3 separate regions of the Mus musculus genome follow, and regions 1 and 2 are each linked to region 3. Evidence: chromatin contacts called from public promoter capture Hi-C data. All regions are on one chromosome and are shown on one strand. Each heading gives the region's core, a stretch centred on a gene start, on an enhancer-like site or on the middle of the called end of the contact. The rest is flanking DNA. Distances are from core to core; before and after follow the strand shown. Region 1 holds the start of Morf4l1 (mortality factor 4 like 1). Region 2 holds the start of Tmed3 (transmembrane p24 trafficking protein 3). Region 3 holds the start of Cep162 (centrosomal protein 162).

Region 1 (4,540 bases), core at 471-2,970, 2.9 Mb after region 3:
CCACCTGCGCAGGTCTCCACACTCCCTGAACCTCCACTGGGTATAGAGCAACACCCCGTTCCCCATACACACACAAGAGTTTCTCTGTATAGTTCTGGATGTCCTGAAAAGCTCTAAGTAGACCAGAATGGCCTCAAACTCAGAGATCCGCCTGTCCTTGTACATCGATTAATTAAAACGTTTCGATTTGGAACTTGAGACTTTTAAAAGTCTGGCACTTTACTGGTTAAACATCCTAGAACAGGAGTTACGCAAGCGCCTGGACCCAGCATGTATGATGATAAACACAGACGGCCGTATCTGGCAGTAACAAGTTTAAAGTGTTCCTTTTTATGCTTATAGTTTTATTTCCTTTAGTATATCAGTAAATCACCTCGACAGATGAGTTGTGAGAACCGAGTAACTGCTTTCCATTAGCAGTAACCGTTCATCAGCAACGTTCTCAGTCAAAGCCAACTAATAAGCGTTAGCTTTCAAATCGCCATTAAAATCGAATACTACTACAACCAGTCAAGCAACTACTGTATTTAAAAATGACAAAGAGGCCATGCATCTCAAGATGGAAACGCCCTAAGGAGGAACTAAAAACTGTTTCCACGAGAACCGCTCGGCAGAGCACAGAGTACTTAAAGGGCCCTGGCGCACAGCTCCAAAAACAGCAAAACGATGCCCTCAGGCAACAGCAAGCCTAGGAACTCGCTCGGGCGGCTCCAGTTTTATTTTTTTTTCTGTCCCCACCCATCACTCAGAGGCAAGAGGAGGAACTGGTCTGCGCGTGATCGCCGTGCCAGGGGGCGCTGCATCTGGCCCGAAGCTGCGTGTAAGCTGCGAGACGCCGGCAGCCATGATGGCGCGGCCATCTTGCCGCGGCCATCTTACAACGCAGTTCTCCCGCCGCGGGGCGCACAGCCCACCCCCCATCCCCTGTCCTCCCAACAGCAGAACTCCACACAACGCCGAGACAGAGCCGCTCGTTTGTCCAACAGCCTCGAACCTTCGGCCCACAGTCGCCCGCGCGGCCCGCGGCCGAGAGCTAAGCGGGGAGGATGCGCTGCCGCTGCTCCCCTCCCCCACGCCACATCACCTCCCAACCGTCGCCGTCGCCATCGCTCACCCGCCCGCCGGGCACCTCCCTTCAATAGACTTTCTCCGCTCTCGGAAAAACAAACAAACAAGCGCCGAGGCTCTGCCACACGCACGGAGATGCCCTCGGCCCTGGCCGTGGCCGGGGGCTCGCTTTCGCGCCACCGAGCACTGTCGCGGATGACGCACTGAGATTACCCTCCGCAGTGCGCCTTTCCCCCTTACAAAGCAAGGCCTGCACGGTTTCCCCCGGCCGCAAGCCCCGCCGACCCCGACCCCCAAACCTCCAGCGCCCTGAGTCAGCCTCTCTCCCGTGCACCGTTAGATGCCTCTCCCCAAAGCGGCACACTCACCCTCCTGGAATTTCGGCTTAGGGTCCTGCTTGGGCGCCATTTATAAGTGATTCGCCGCCTCCTCCTTCTCCCACCACCCCCGACTACCGCCCCCTACTCTCTACCCCACCCAACTCAGCGTCAGACGCGCCGTCGGCCACAGCCAGCTCTACATCCTGGGCGCGATTTGCCAGCGCCGCCTGACCTCACAGCACCGCGACCCGCGCAGCCGCCGCCTCAGCCAACGGCTAACCGCTACGCACACAAGCCTGCGCCCGTGCCGCCCAGAGGCATGCCGGGATTGGTAGTTCGACCTCGGATGACGCCAGCAGGGTGGGGGAGGGGAGTGGGAGACAATTGCCCCCCCCCCACGCCCGCGATCCACCACCGCCCCTGTCCCCAACCCCAGCCCTCTAAGTATCCAGACCCCAGAGGCTTGTTAAAACCCAGATTTTTATTTTCTGTAGGTGACAAAGAGGAAGGAATAAGTAAATCACTAGCTAGTGACGAAAGGATGGGAAAAACTCAAGGGGGGCAGATGCTTAGATAGGAAATGAAGCCAGGTAAATGTGGTGGGGTGTTGAAGTGGCCTGAGGACAGGACTGTCTCTGCAGCCTGAGTTCCACGGCATCACCAGGACTTGGCCTAGGAGAGCGCTGGAAGCCAGAAATGAAGCTAGATGCGAGTGAGAAGGTGATCCTCTCCAGAAGCTTCGGTGTCTAGAAAGCCATGCCCTGTTTGAGGGAGTTGGGGGTTGGGAGGGGGTGGGGGTCCGGTTCCCATGACTATTTGTAGATTGCAGCTTCTGACTCTTGAAGTACTTAGTCTCACTAAAGGGGGCAAACCTGGATTGCTGTCAAAGTCAAGGTTCCATACTTAACCCCTTTGTACCATCTTTTGCCATCTTATTTCTTTGGGGTAGTATTGGATGTATACTCAAAAAAAAAAAAACCCAACCCACAACAACAACAAAACCTCTCTTCACATTGTTCCTATGTTCAAAAACTCCTTAATGTACTCTGCTGTGAAATAACACTGTACCCCTGTACCCACTAAATTACATGAATTGCACACAAAGGATCAGAGCTGTTAATTAGGGAGATAAGTCAGAAAACAGTCACCCTGATATTTGAAGCCCTTCCACACTTTGTAGCTACCTAATTATCCTAGGCAAACCTTTATGTCAAAGCCTTTTCTCTTTTCAACAGAGTCTTACTAAATATATTTAACCCTGGCTTGCCTGGAACTGGCTATATAGACTGAGAGGACCATGAACTCACAGTGTCTAGCTCCTGAAACTCTGTCTCTATTTTTTTTTCAGTTATTTTTTTTTTTTTTTTTTTTTTTGAGACCAAGTTTCTCTGTGTAGCCCTGGCTGTCCTGGAACTAGCTCTGTAGACCAGGCTAGCCAAAACTCAAACATTTACCTGCCTCTGCCTCCCAAGTGCTGGATTTAGAGGTATGCACCACCAAACCTGGTTCTGATGTACTTTAAACTACTTTGTGAAAAGTTTTCTCAGGTTACATTTCAACCAGCAAGTTGAGGATACCTGTTTTCCCACATCCTTGCCACACATGTTATTTCCACTCTCTGATTTTAAATCAACAGAAGTATGTTGTGCAGAAGAAGCTAGGTATAAGAGTGAACATTTTCATCATTGATTCAAAATCAGGACAGCAGCCAGGCAGTGGTGGCACATGCCTTTAATCCCATCACTTGAGAGGCAGGCAGATTTCTGAGTTTGAGGCCAGCCTGGTCTACAGAGTGAGTTCCAGGACAGCCAGGACTACACAGAGAAACCCTGTCTCGAAAAACCAAAAAGAAAAAAAAGAAAAAATCAGGACAGCGTTCAATTGGATGTCCAGGGTGGGTAGAGGGAGATAAATATGAAAGAGGTACTTTTCCACGGGTAACTTTGATGTCTCCATGATGTCGCCCCCAGAGTGATAGTTAATGTTTCCTTTGCTGTTCATTGTTGAACCAATAAAGTCCTGTTAAGTACAAGAAGAAAAAAAAAAGGGCACTAAGGAATCTTGGTTTTTAGATCTTTTATGATTACGTGAATTTTGGGGCATGTCCAAACATACACATAAATTAATAATCTTTACCATATCTACATTATACCTTAATAACAAATTTTAAAATTTATTTATTGTGTGTTATGCAGCTGTTGGAGGTCAGAAGACAACTTGCAAGAGTCAGTTCACTCCTATCATCTGGGTTCTGGGTATAGAACTGAGGCCATTAACCTTAGCAACTGGTCCTTTTATCCGTGGAGTCAGCTCAACAAAAATATGTTTATGGTCGTTTAGAAAGATTTCATTATGGGCTGGAGAGATGGCTCAGTGGTTAAGAGCACTGACTGCTCTTCCAAAGGTCCGGAATTCAAATCTCAGCAACCACATGGTGGCTCACTACCATCCTTAATGACATCTGACGCCTTCTCCTGGTGTGTCTGGAGACAGCTACAGTGTACTTACATATAAAAATAAATAATAAATAAATCTTTTAAAAAAAGATTTCATTATGAGGACTGAAGAGATGGCTAATCAAGAGCACTAGTTCAGGGCCTGGGTTCAATTCCCATCACTCACAGGGCACCTCAGGGAAACTCCAGTTCCAGCTGTGCACGCCCCTCCCTCTTTTTAAACATATTCTGTGTGCATGCTGTGTGTATCTGCACAAGTGCCCCAGCCCCCATGTGAGGCAGAGGGAGGCTATGTGGAGTTGGTTCTCTCCTCTCACCTTCTGAAACTCAAGCCTTCAGGACTGCAAGACAAGAGTCATTATTTGTTGTGCCATTTTAAAATTAGATCAGAAGAGCTTAATCTAGAAGCCCATGAGCACAATTGTTTTCTCCATACTCAAGCTAAAATTTAGTGTTTCCTTTATAATGAAGATAGTGGGGCTGAAGAGATGACTCAGCAGTTAAAAGAGCTACTTGCTCTTGTAGAGGACCTGGGTTCAATCCCCAGAACCCACCTGGCTGCTACAACTGCCTGTAACTCCTGTATCAGGGGATCTAATGTCCTCTTCTGGCCTCCATGGCACTAGGAACACATGTGGTACACAAATACACTTGAGGGCAAACACTTATACACAAAATTATAAACAAACAAACAAA
Region 2 (4,680 bases), core at 1,156-3,655, 2.4 Mb after region 3:
GACCAGAAGTGGTATGGAGTCTTTTACAGCTAGAGGGTGATTCTGGTTCATCAGCTAGGACAAGGACAAAAAAAGCAGAAACATGATGAGAGTGGGAGGGTTCCCCTAGTCCTGTCACGGTCATGCACACTCACCTGAGTGAGAGCCGTGACCCTGTTCCCCATGTCTGGGAGAATGGGGGGCTCGTCACCCACTTGGAAGTCAAAGTAGACGGTCTTATGAGAGAAGGTGGAGAACTCATTACTGAAGCAAAACCGGTAGACGCCCTTGGCCTCTGTCTTGTACGTGAAGCTGTCATACTGCTTCTTGGTCTCCCTGTAGATGACGTTGCCCCTGGGGTCTTCCACATAGCAGTCCACATCGTAGTGGCCTCCAGTGATAACCTGACAACCACAAAAAGGGTGCAGTGATGGGGAGGCAAGCAATTCTTTGAAATGCTGACCATAACGGGGACCCCGCTAAGCATTCTGTAATTTAACCCTCACCATTTTCCAACACAGACTCCATGTAGCTTCCCATCCTGCTGAGCCTACGCAGTTAAGAGGCAGTGACCACTGCACTCGGTGTTTTTCTTAGTATTACTACAAAACATTTGACAGAAGCAATTCAAGGAAAAAAATCCAAATTTATTTGACTTGCAAATAAATTCAAATTTATTTGACTTGCAAATAAATTTGAGGGCATAGTTCATCAGGGAGAAGGCATGGTATCTGGAACATGAAGGCTTCCAGGGGTAGGGGTAGGGGCTAATCACATGGTATCCAGAGTCAGGAAGCAGAGAAATGAACGATAGCATTCAGCTGGTTTCCTCCTTTTTATTCAGCCTGGTGAATGATGGTACTCCCACTTAGGGTGGCTCTTCCCACTGCAATCTAATCTAGAAAGCCCTTTACATTCTCAGAGGCTTGTCTCTTTGGTGGTTATAGATTTCCCCCCACTGATGGGGCATGCCTACCCTCAACGGCTTCTGGAGCCTCACTAGCCACATCAAGAATGCTGGGGTGGGGGGGGCGGTTGTTGTTGTTGTTCTTGTTTGTTTTGTTTTGTTTTGTTTTGTTTCTTCGAGACAGGGTTTCCCTGTATAGTCCTGGCTGTCCTGGAACTCTGTAAACCAGGCTGACCTCGAACTCAGAGATCCACCAGCCTCTGCCTCCCAAGTGCTGGGATTAAAGTCCTGCGCCACCACTGCCCAGCCAAGAATATTGTTCTTATTCTTAGGCTGCCTGTGCTGAGGCAGGCACACACACACACACACACACACACACACACTGTATGTCGTCCATAGATGTGAGAGCAGTCTCATCAGTGACTCCACCATACATGGAATTGTCAGCAGAAGCAACCTTCAGAGCGTCTACCATAGAAGGGCTTACTCATTGTACACAACTGGGGTGCCTGTGTCACCTCATTTCTAGAGGTCTTGCTTTATGGTGGTCATTCATCCCTCTGACCCTATGCCTACTCATTAACCCTAGGGGATAGAGCCTTTACCAAAGCAACTGTTAGCTATGAGATCTGTCCATGGAGACCAAAGTGCAGGACCTAACTTTGTTGAGCCATATGGTAAGCAGAGAGGCAAGCCACATAGCCACACCACTGGGGAGGGAGTGTGTGTGACTGTCCTTAAGTATACACTGGCAGGGTTCGAAGTCTGCACTGAACCCTCCTTTCAAAAAAAAAAAACCCTTCATCACTCCAACTATGTCACCCCAAACTCCAGCTGTAAAGGATGCAGCTGACTTCAGCACCAGCAAGACACCCAGCCCAAAGTGACAGTTGGGTCAGACTGCCACCCAGTGGGTGTCCAGCTAATTAATACTGATGTTCCTGGAGGTACCTGGGAGAGGTCATTCTGGTCAATTCTGCAGGGGGCGACAGGGGGCGGTAACAGGCCCCCCATCCTGAGCGCTCACCTGTAGCCTGCCTAACTCCCCAGTGCCCCTGGCCCACTTCGGGAGGGCTCTGGCAGATACAAACGTTTCTTCTCAGGGAGAAGTCAACCGGTCTGGGGTTGTTATCCCCGACCCCCTCAGCCTTTGGTGGCTAATCTTGGCCGCTCCGGATGGCGGCGCACCAGTAGCCCCAGTGAGACGCGGCTAGGGCCGCACCTGGTAATCCAGAGAGAACTTCACGCCCTGCTCCACCTCTTCGTGGAAGCACTGCTTGGCGTTGTCCGGCAGCTCGAAGGTGAGCTCAGCGCTCCGCAGTGGCTCGGCCCGGAGCAGGAGCAGAAGCAGCAGCTGTAGCAGCATCTGGAAGGATGAAGCGTGCGGAGCCTCGTGGACCATGATGCTCCGGGCCTAGTCCTCTCTAGGCTCCCGCGCAGCGACAGCAGGGACAGCAGGGAGAGGGGAGGGGCCCCCTGAAGAGACGTGGCGCGAGCTCAGCACAGCGGTTCCGGGTGGCGGCCACTCCGCGCGCAGCCGCACACCAGAGAGGTGGGCGGGGAACCTTTCCGCCCGCTGCGCAAGCGCATCACTGAGTTTAGGCGCTATTGTATTTGATGCGGCTCTTGGACTCGGGTACTTCTCAGTGCGTCCCTTCAACTCGGAAACCGTTGGGCTTCTAGTCTGTTTCTGACTTGCTGTCACTTAGTGTCTGCCACGTCTCCGGAGAAATCCCGGACGTAATGAACACATTCAGTAGTTAGGAGGACTCGATGGACTAGAAAGGAACCGCAGGGAAGGGAGGCGACGGATCCTCCACTCCCCCCTCCTACCTAAGGTGAAGAAGTGTTCAACAAAGTAAACCCCATGGCTACACTGGGGGAAAACAGGTTTTCTTGCACACAGACTCCCTTCTGGAAATAAAAGCATCTAAAGGATTTCAATTATGTTTTCGCATTCGGGTCACATTGAAAATTTTTTCAGAGAGAATCTGCCATCCCCTTTAACTTCTAAAAGTGTTGAAAGACAAGTTGATTTATTGTCTTATTCATGACAACTGCCCTAAGAAGGATATATATGATTTTATGTTCACCATAGTCCATAAACAAAGAGACATTACATGTTATAATATTTGCTGATACATAAACACTTACTGTCAGTAGAACATTATTAGATATGGTGAATCTTAATTTTAACAAAGAATTTCACTACTCATATATACTACCACATAGATAAAATTGGCATACACTACCACTGGCCATACTGGATCCTGTATCAAGGAGCTAATGTGCATGAAAGCAGCACCCATAATATAATTATTAATAAAATGTACTATCTCTGTGCTAGATTAGATGTGAAAGAGGTGTTGAGCTGTGTGCCTTGGGGCTCCTTCCCTGCTTGTCCTATTTAACATTGACTTATATTTCTTATTTTCAATTATGTGTATGCACATGTGTGTATATGAGTATGTATATATGAATGCAGGTCTCCAAAGAGGCCAGAGGCTTTGGATCCCCTGGAGCTAGAATTGCAGGCAGTTGTCACTCATTTGATAAGGCTTTTGGGACCCAAACTGGGGTCCTCTAGAAGTATTCTTAACCAGTGAGCCATCTCTCCTCCAACTCTTAACATTTTTAATGAAGAGTATTTGAAGATGTGAAAGTTATAATCATCTAACTGGAAAATCAAGTGAAGAAAAACAAAACAAAACAAAACAAAACAAAACTGAAGTTCCCACAAGTTAAAGATGAAGCGCTACATTTAAGTTCCAGGTGGTGGGGATGGGGGTTGGGAGGGTGGGGGAGGGAGGGGGAATCTGCAGTGGTTCAAAAGAAGAGGCCTGGTTTCACAGCTCTTTAAGTTGGAGCAGGCAGAATTGGAATCAGCATCAAACTACATATAAGACAAGAGAAAATGCCTGAGTTTTAAAAAAATAAATTATTGCCTTAGCAGACAGTGATCAGGTGGTACCTATTGTATTGTTTTAGGAGAGCTATTTTCCGTTTGGGGCACTAGTCAAAGGAATGTGATTAGGAGGAAGCCAGCATAGACATTGCCAGGAAGCTGACTCAAACAGAGAATGCCCAAGGGAAAATAAATAAATAGCAGGACTTAGCATGGAAGCTAAAAACCAATAGGAAATGAAAGCTTTAAAAGTGTGCGGGCACTAACAATGTACCAGACACACTGTCATCTCACTATTCAACTCAACATAATTTATATTAATTGAGTAACCAGCTCAACATAGTTTATATTAATTAATATTCACTAGTAGCCATGTCTTTAAAAAAAATAAGTTTGCTCCTATTTGATAAGGAGCCCGGGATGTTTAATTCAGTAGCTCTTGTCATTGTTCACTTTTTCTGTGTGTCAGCAGCTTGAGCCAGCCTCAATTTATAATCTCCATGGTTTTGTGAGTCCATGGTTTTGGACAGTTGAACGTCAGGCAGTCTTCCCTGGATTTGCCCATGATGCTACATTCATCTAGAGTCCATCTGTGCTGGGCTGTGCAAGATAACCCCACTGGCATGTCTAGGGCAGATACAGGTTACTGGCTCTAATGCCTTTTTCTCTTCCAGGCATTCTCTCACCACTAGGAGGCTACTGCGGGAAGTCATCTTGCCTGCTTCTGTGAAAGCCTGCCTGTCAGGCAGAGTCAAGTCAGACCAGGGTCTACAATAAGAGGGGATATACTTGAACTTCACGGCAAGGGGCTAAATGTTCTGTTAATCTTGGAGGAAGGAACAGCAGGATTAGGAAGGCTTCCGGATGGGTACAGATATCAAATGTACAT
Region 3 (5,000 bases), core at 1,911-4,410:
CTGGAAAGAGAGGCCCATTGGACACACAAACTTTATATGCCCCAGTACAGGGGAACGCCAGGGCCAAAAAGGGGGAGTGGGTGGGTAGGGGAGTGGGGGGTGGGTATGGGGGACTTTTGGGATAGCATTGGAAATGTAAATGAGGAAAATACCTAATTAAAAAAAAAAAAAAAACCTCGAAGAGAACGCTTATGAGAACCTGAAACCCAGGGGGGAAATGACTCCCCCAAAGAGTGATAGCAAGTGGGATCCAAATCAACTGAGGACTGTCCGCTTTCCACTGCTGCATGCAGCCATCCAACTAGGAAGATACGAGGGCTGCCATCTAAACCTCTGAATTATCATCAGTCTGAATGTCCGGTATCTCTATCACTTTCCAGTCAGTCTTTAAACATACTACCTCATTGAAACATTCCATTTCTTGCTCCTGAACCCCAGTTTCTTTGTCTACATACAGGGATAGAACCACTGACCATTCCGTGTTATGGCAAAGATGAGAAAGACAAAGGATGAGTATCCGCCCTTCCAATCAAGATTTTCTTCACCGCTTTGCAGGTTATTATCATCCAACGGAACCAAATCCCTGGCCCTCAGATAGTAAAGACAATGAGAATCAAGGCCTTCATAAAGGAATACATGGTTGGTGGGAATAACAGAGCATACGACTAGCCAATTTCATGTGTAGGCAAATATTGAGAAGAGATTCACATACATCCACACTCACACTTGCGTGATTATTAAGAGCAACATTATTCATGACTGTCCAAAATGGAAGGATCCCAAATGCTGTCAACTGACAACATATAAGCATTATATCCACAAAATGGCAAACCACTCTCTGAAAACACCATGCTAAGTAAAAGAAGCCAGACTTCAGAGACCACACATCCTAAATGGTTCCATTTCTATGAATATCTGCAACAGCCAAACTTGGAGACAAAGCAGTAAGGGATAACCCAAGGCTGGAAGGACAAAGAGCCAAGAGTAATGGTTAAAGGATAAGGGTTTCCTTTTAGGAATGATACAGGCATTCTGCAACTGACTATGGTGAAGGTTATATAATTCTAAAACAGTTGTCATACAAACTTTAAGTGGGTGAACTGAATGGTTTATGAATTGTAACTGAAGAAAATTAACTTTAAAAAAAAATTAGGTTGAACCACTCCCTTATAACCAGAAATTGAGCAAAATATTTGTTCAACATGGTTCTCTTTCTCTCTCTCTCCGTCCCTTTCCCTCTCCCTCTCTCTCTCTCTGTGTGTGTGTGTGTGTGTGTGTGCATGTGTTTGTGTTTGCATGTGAGCGCGTGCACACATGCACCTTGGAGGGAATGCTGCATTCACTGGGACCGCTGGGTAGACTGGGTGAGAAGATGGCATTGAGCTAACAGGCAGCAGCATTTGAAATGAGTCGAACTGAGGACGGCTGGATAATTCTGTAGGTGCAGGTAGAAGGGATGAGCTGATGGGGTGGTTTATGTTTTCAGAAGAAAGCACTCAAGGATGGATCTTACAAGATGAATTTACAATAAATATTACAATAAATACAGCTTGAGCTTACCTCCTTCATAAACCGTTCAAATTCTTCATCAAGGTCTACTTTGAAATAGTGAGCCATGGTTAGTAATTTTCACGTCACAAAGCAAGTATCTTAAAATTATTCACAGCATTGGAAACACTAAATGACAGAAACAGATGGAAAAATAAACACCTCTGGAGGAAAACAATCATTAAACATCATTAAAACAACACTACTTTAAACTTCAACTTCTCAAGACAGTTTTATATATGTACACACATATATATGATGTAACTTGACAGTTATATTGCAATTACGAGACACCATTGGAGGTCTAATTCATTGAAGCTAACTGACTTGGGAAAGTAGCTTATGAAGTATGTCTTCTCAAGGTTGATCATTACATTTCATCCAGTCGCTAAGAGGTGGGCTCCAGGATCTTTTCCACTGTATATGTATTTGTCTCTGCTAATACCTCTCAGAATCCAGGTCCTCACAGAGAATATTAAAAAAAAAAAAATTAAAAGAGCAGGAGTGGAAAGACTAATATTTTTTCTTGTAAAGCACAGTATACAGGTTGTGCTTCCGGATTCACGTATTTTCAAATTAAGGGTTTTGCAAAATAGACTTTCTATAATCAGGATTTTTTTCCAGACATAAACTAAGTGAATTTATAAGACTCAGAATATAATAAAGAATTTAGTGGTGCATCCCAGAGATTTCTACACTTAGGAGACAGACAGCTCTTTAGTTGGGAGGTTAGCCTGAGTTACAAGCCTGAATTTCAGGTTAGTCTGAGCTATATAGTGCAATCCTGTCTTAAAACATCCCCAACGAGCACAGAATACCCTTGGAAGTTAATGACACACATTAACTACTATTTATGTTTCTCTTGAAGCAAAGGCAGGCTAAAAGAAACAATGCCGCGAGCACCTTTAATGGGATCTAGTCAAGTTGTCTCAAAGCTGGACTTCAGCTAGGAGAGGCCATCTTCAGATCTGTCCTAAACCTTTGGATTTAACTCTTTAGGGCAACACGAACAAACGCTAGTTTTCTTTTCTAAGGGACGGCAGCAGGTTTGCCCACCATCTTTCAGTGGAATACTTAGTGCTTTTATTTGCATTTTCGACTAAGAGGTCTTAGGGTCAGGATGAGGAGTTGGACAAACAGGTTAGTCAGAGGCAAACCCCACGAAAGGGCCCTCAGCTCAGTCCAGGCTGCAGGAAGCGCAGATTTGGGGGCTAGCTCGAAGCAAAGACTTGGAGTCCCGACAGAGGAGCGGAGTAATGCGCAAAACAAAGTTCGGAGACCCTGCCTGAGGTACAACCTGGAAACAACAACAGGGTCGCAGACAGCCACAACGCCTCACCTACCTGCTCCTGGGAGCCCGCGCTCTCCCGGAAAGTCCCGGCGAGCGGGCTGTTGTCAGGGCAACAGACCCCTACAGGCGGGCTCCCGGGTGTCACGTGATCCTGCCTGCCACGTGACCCAGGGAGCAGCCAGACAAGCTGTCAGTCTTCTGGTGACTCTCAAATAAAGATTGGAACCTTCACGGCTCTGCAGGATGTGGCGGCCGTAAGGGACGTGGGCGCGGCAGCAGTGTGCACATCCCGCTTTCTCTTACTCCCGGAAATCCCGAGCTCAGCTAGCCGGCCGGGAAGACCCAGGCGCAAGCGCACCATCTAGAGCCAGCGCGTGGCTTTCTGGGAGTTGTAGTTTAGTCCCTTTGTGCTCGTCCTTCCGCAGCGAGCTGCTCTTCTTTCCAGCCTTTCCCACCCTTTTCATTTGAAGGCTACTGTCCAGGTTGAAAGTTTTAAAAACGGTGTAAGAGGGTTGATTTCCTTCAAGTAATAAGCCTTGTGTGGGTGTTATGAGAAAAGTACAAATGCATTAGAAATAATTCCGGTGTTAGAAGAGATGTCCGCCACCCAGTGGACAAGCATTTGAAAATACACAATACCAAGATTCTCAGTGAGAGCCTTGCACTAGTTCAGCAGCTCTGGTTTTTCTGGTATCCTGCTTTTCAAAGCTCTCTTCTGCAGTGGTTTGCTTGAGTTTTTATTTTATTTTACTTTTTTACCCGCTCTCTCTCTCCTCTTTCTTTCGCTCTCTGGATACGTATACACAGGCACACCAAATCAGAAGACAACATTTTGGAATGAAAGTAAAATCTTCAAACAGTAAAGGTCTTTGCCTCTGGTATACATAGTTCTGTACCTCCTTTCTGGCCTGAACTTTTCACTCAACAATGCATATTGACATCTGAGTGTGTACAAGCCAGAAACTATCCGATTAAAATGCAATAATAGAGACCTGTTTTAAGCTACCATTTTAAGCTTGGTGAGAGCATTATGTACATTATTTAAATTTTACAATTTACAAGTCAACTTAATTCAGCTTATGGCTTTTCTTTTAGTACATACTGAATTGAGCACATTCCATGCCCTATAGACGTGGGTTCCGTGAAGCAGACAAGTAGCCCAGACAACTGTTAAAGGAGTGCGGCAAGAAGAGCTATGGTGGCTAGTCATGTACACAAGCTGAGAAAGTTGGGGGATTTTTTTCCACTTGAGGTCTCATTTCAGTCTCACTCACCATAGTTATTTTTTACCATCAACTTGTTAGGGTCCAAGATCTTGGGAGAATGATACCCTAAACTAAGTAGTATGCAAAAGCAAAGAATGTTTATTCAGCAGAATTTCCTGCAAGGAGGGGTCTCCTCATTCAGGAATGGACACATGTAGTGAGTGGGCTTGCAGGCCTAGCTTTTATATTTGTCAGTTAGGGGAATTCCAGGGAGGAATTTGTGCCATTTTGCCTTGATTGGTTAGCTCTATCTCTAGAAGTTTGACTGATTCTACAATTGGTTAGGGCTCTGGAGACTTCCCAGGTTTGGGGTGGGGAGGGATCTCTTATCCATTCTAGATACCTATTCTTACTTCAGGCCAGATGACAAGGTGTCCACAGATTGGCTGCCTGTGGCTTGGTTTGCTGACCACAGGTTCCTGGACTTAGGGTCTCATTTCTGGGAAACAGAAAGTTAGGCCTCGTCTCCCAAACTGTTAGTTTATTTTCACCTTATCCATCTTTCGTTAGATTTTCCAATTCAGCTTTACCCGCACCAGACTACTAAAACAATTCTTGGTGGGGGTTGCTAATTTTCTCATAGGGTGTTGCAAGATTGTAGAAAACAAATTTCTATGACATAACCTTAGTTAATATGAAAACCCTATTTGTGCTTGTTCTAGATTTCCCTTTGAGCTCTAGTGTTCTCTTACGCGCGTTTGCGACCGGCCAGGAAAGACGCAACAAGCCAGAATCTTCTGCGGCAAAGCTTTATTGCTTACTCAGGAGCAAGAGAGGAAGAGCGCGGCAGAGAGAGGCAGAGAGGAAGAGAGAGAGAGACGCAGAGAGAGGCAGAGAGAGGGGCAGAGAGAGAGAGGCAGAGAGCAGAGGAAGAGAGCAGAGGAAAAGACGAAGAG

Evidence for each region. Promoter capture Hi-C pulls out the DNA fragments that hold promoters and counts their contacts.
Region 1: a contact with region 3 is called in a promoter capture Hi-C map of pre-B cells, with 6 times the contacts expected there. The contact joins the promoter of Morf4l1 here to the promoter of Cep162 in region 3. A contact is called at or near these places in 3 of 39 promoter capture datasets (cranial neural crest, erythroid cells and pre-B cells), 3 of 115 datasets of contacts at active chromatin or transcription factors (astrocytes, memory CD8 T cells and thymic regulatory T cells) and 1 of 9 other capture datasets (liver).
Region 2: a contact with region 3 is called in a promoter capture Hi-C map of liver, with 3 times the contacts expected there. The contact joins the promoter of Tmed3 here to the promoter of Cep162 in region 3. A contact is called at or near these places in 4 of 39 promoter capture datasets (erythroid cells, liver and pre-B cells), 2 of 484 Hi-C or Micro-C datasets (CD4 T cells and CD8 T cells) and 2 of 9 other capture datasets (adipose tissue and liver).

Annotation. Positions count from the first base shown.
Region 1 is chr9:90,113,100-90,117,639 of GRCm38.p6, forward strand. Morf4l1 (mortality factor 4 like 1) reads right to left here and starts at 1,721. Exons shown (of 12, transcript NM_024431.3): 1 at 1,437-1,721. The coding sequence starts at 1,476.
Region 2 is chr9:89,702,638-89,707,317 of GRCm38.p6, forward strand. Tmed3 (transmembrane p24 trafficking protein 3) reads right to left here and starts at 2,406. Exons shown (of 3, transcript NM_025360.2): 1 at 2,109-2,406; 2 at 135-383. The coding sequence starts at 2,288.
Region 3 is chr9:87,252,372-87,257,371 of GRCm38.p6, forward strand. Cep162 (centrosomal protein 162) reads right to left here and starts at 3,161. Exons shown (of 27, transcript NM_199316.2): 1 at 2,892-3,161; 2 at 1,561-1,677. The coding sequence starts at 1,617.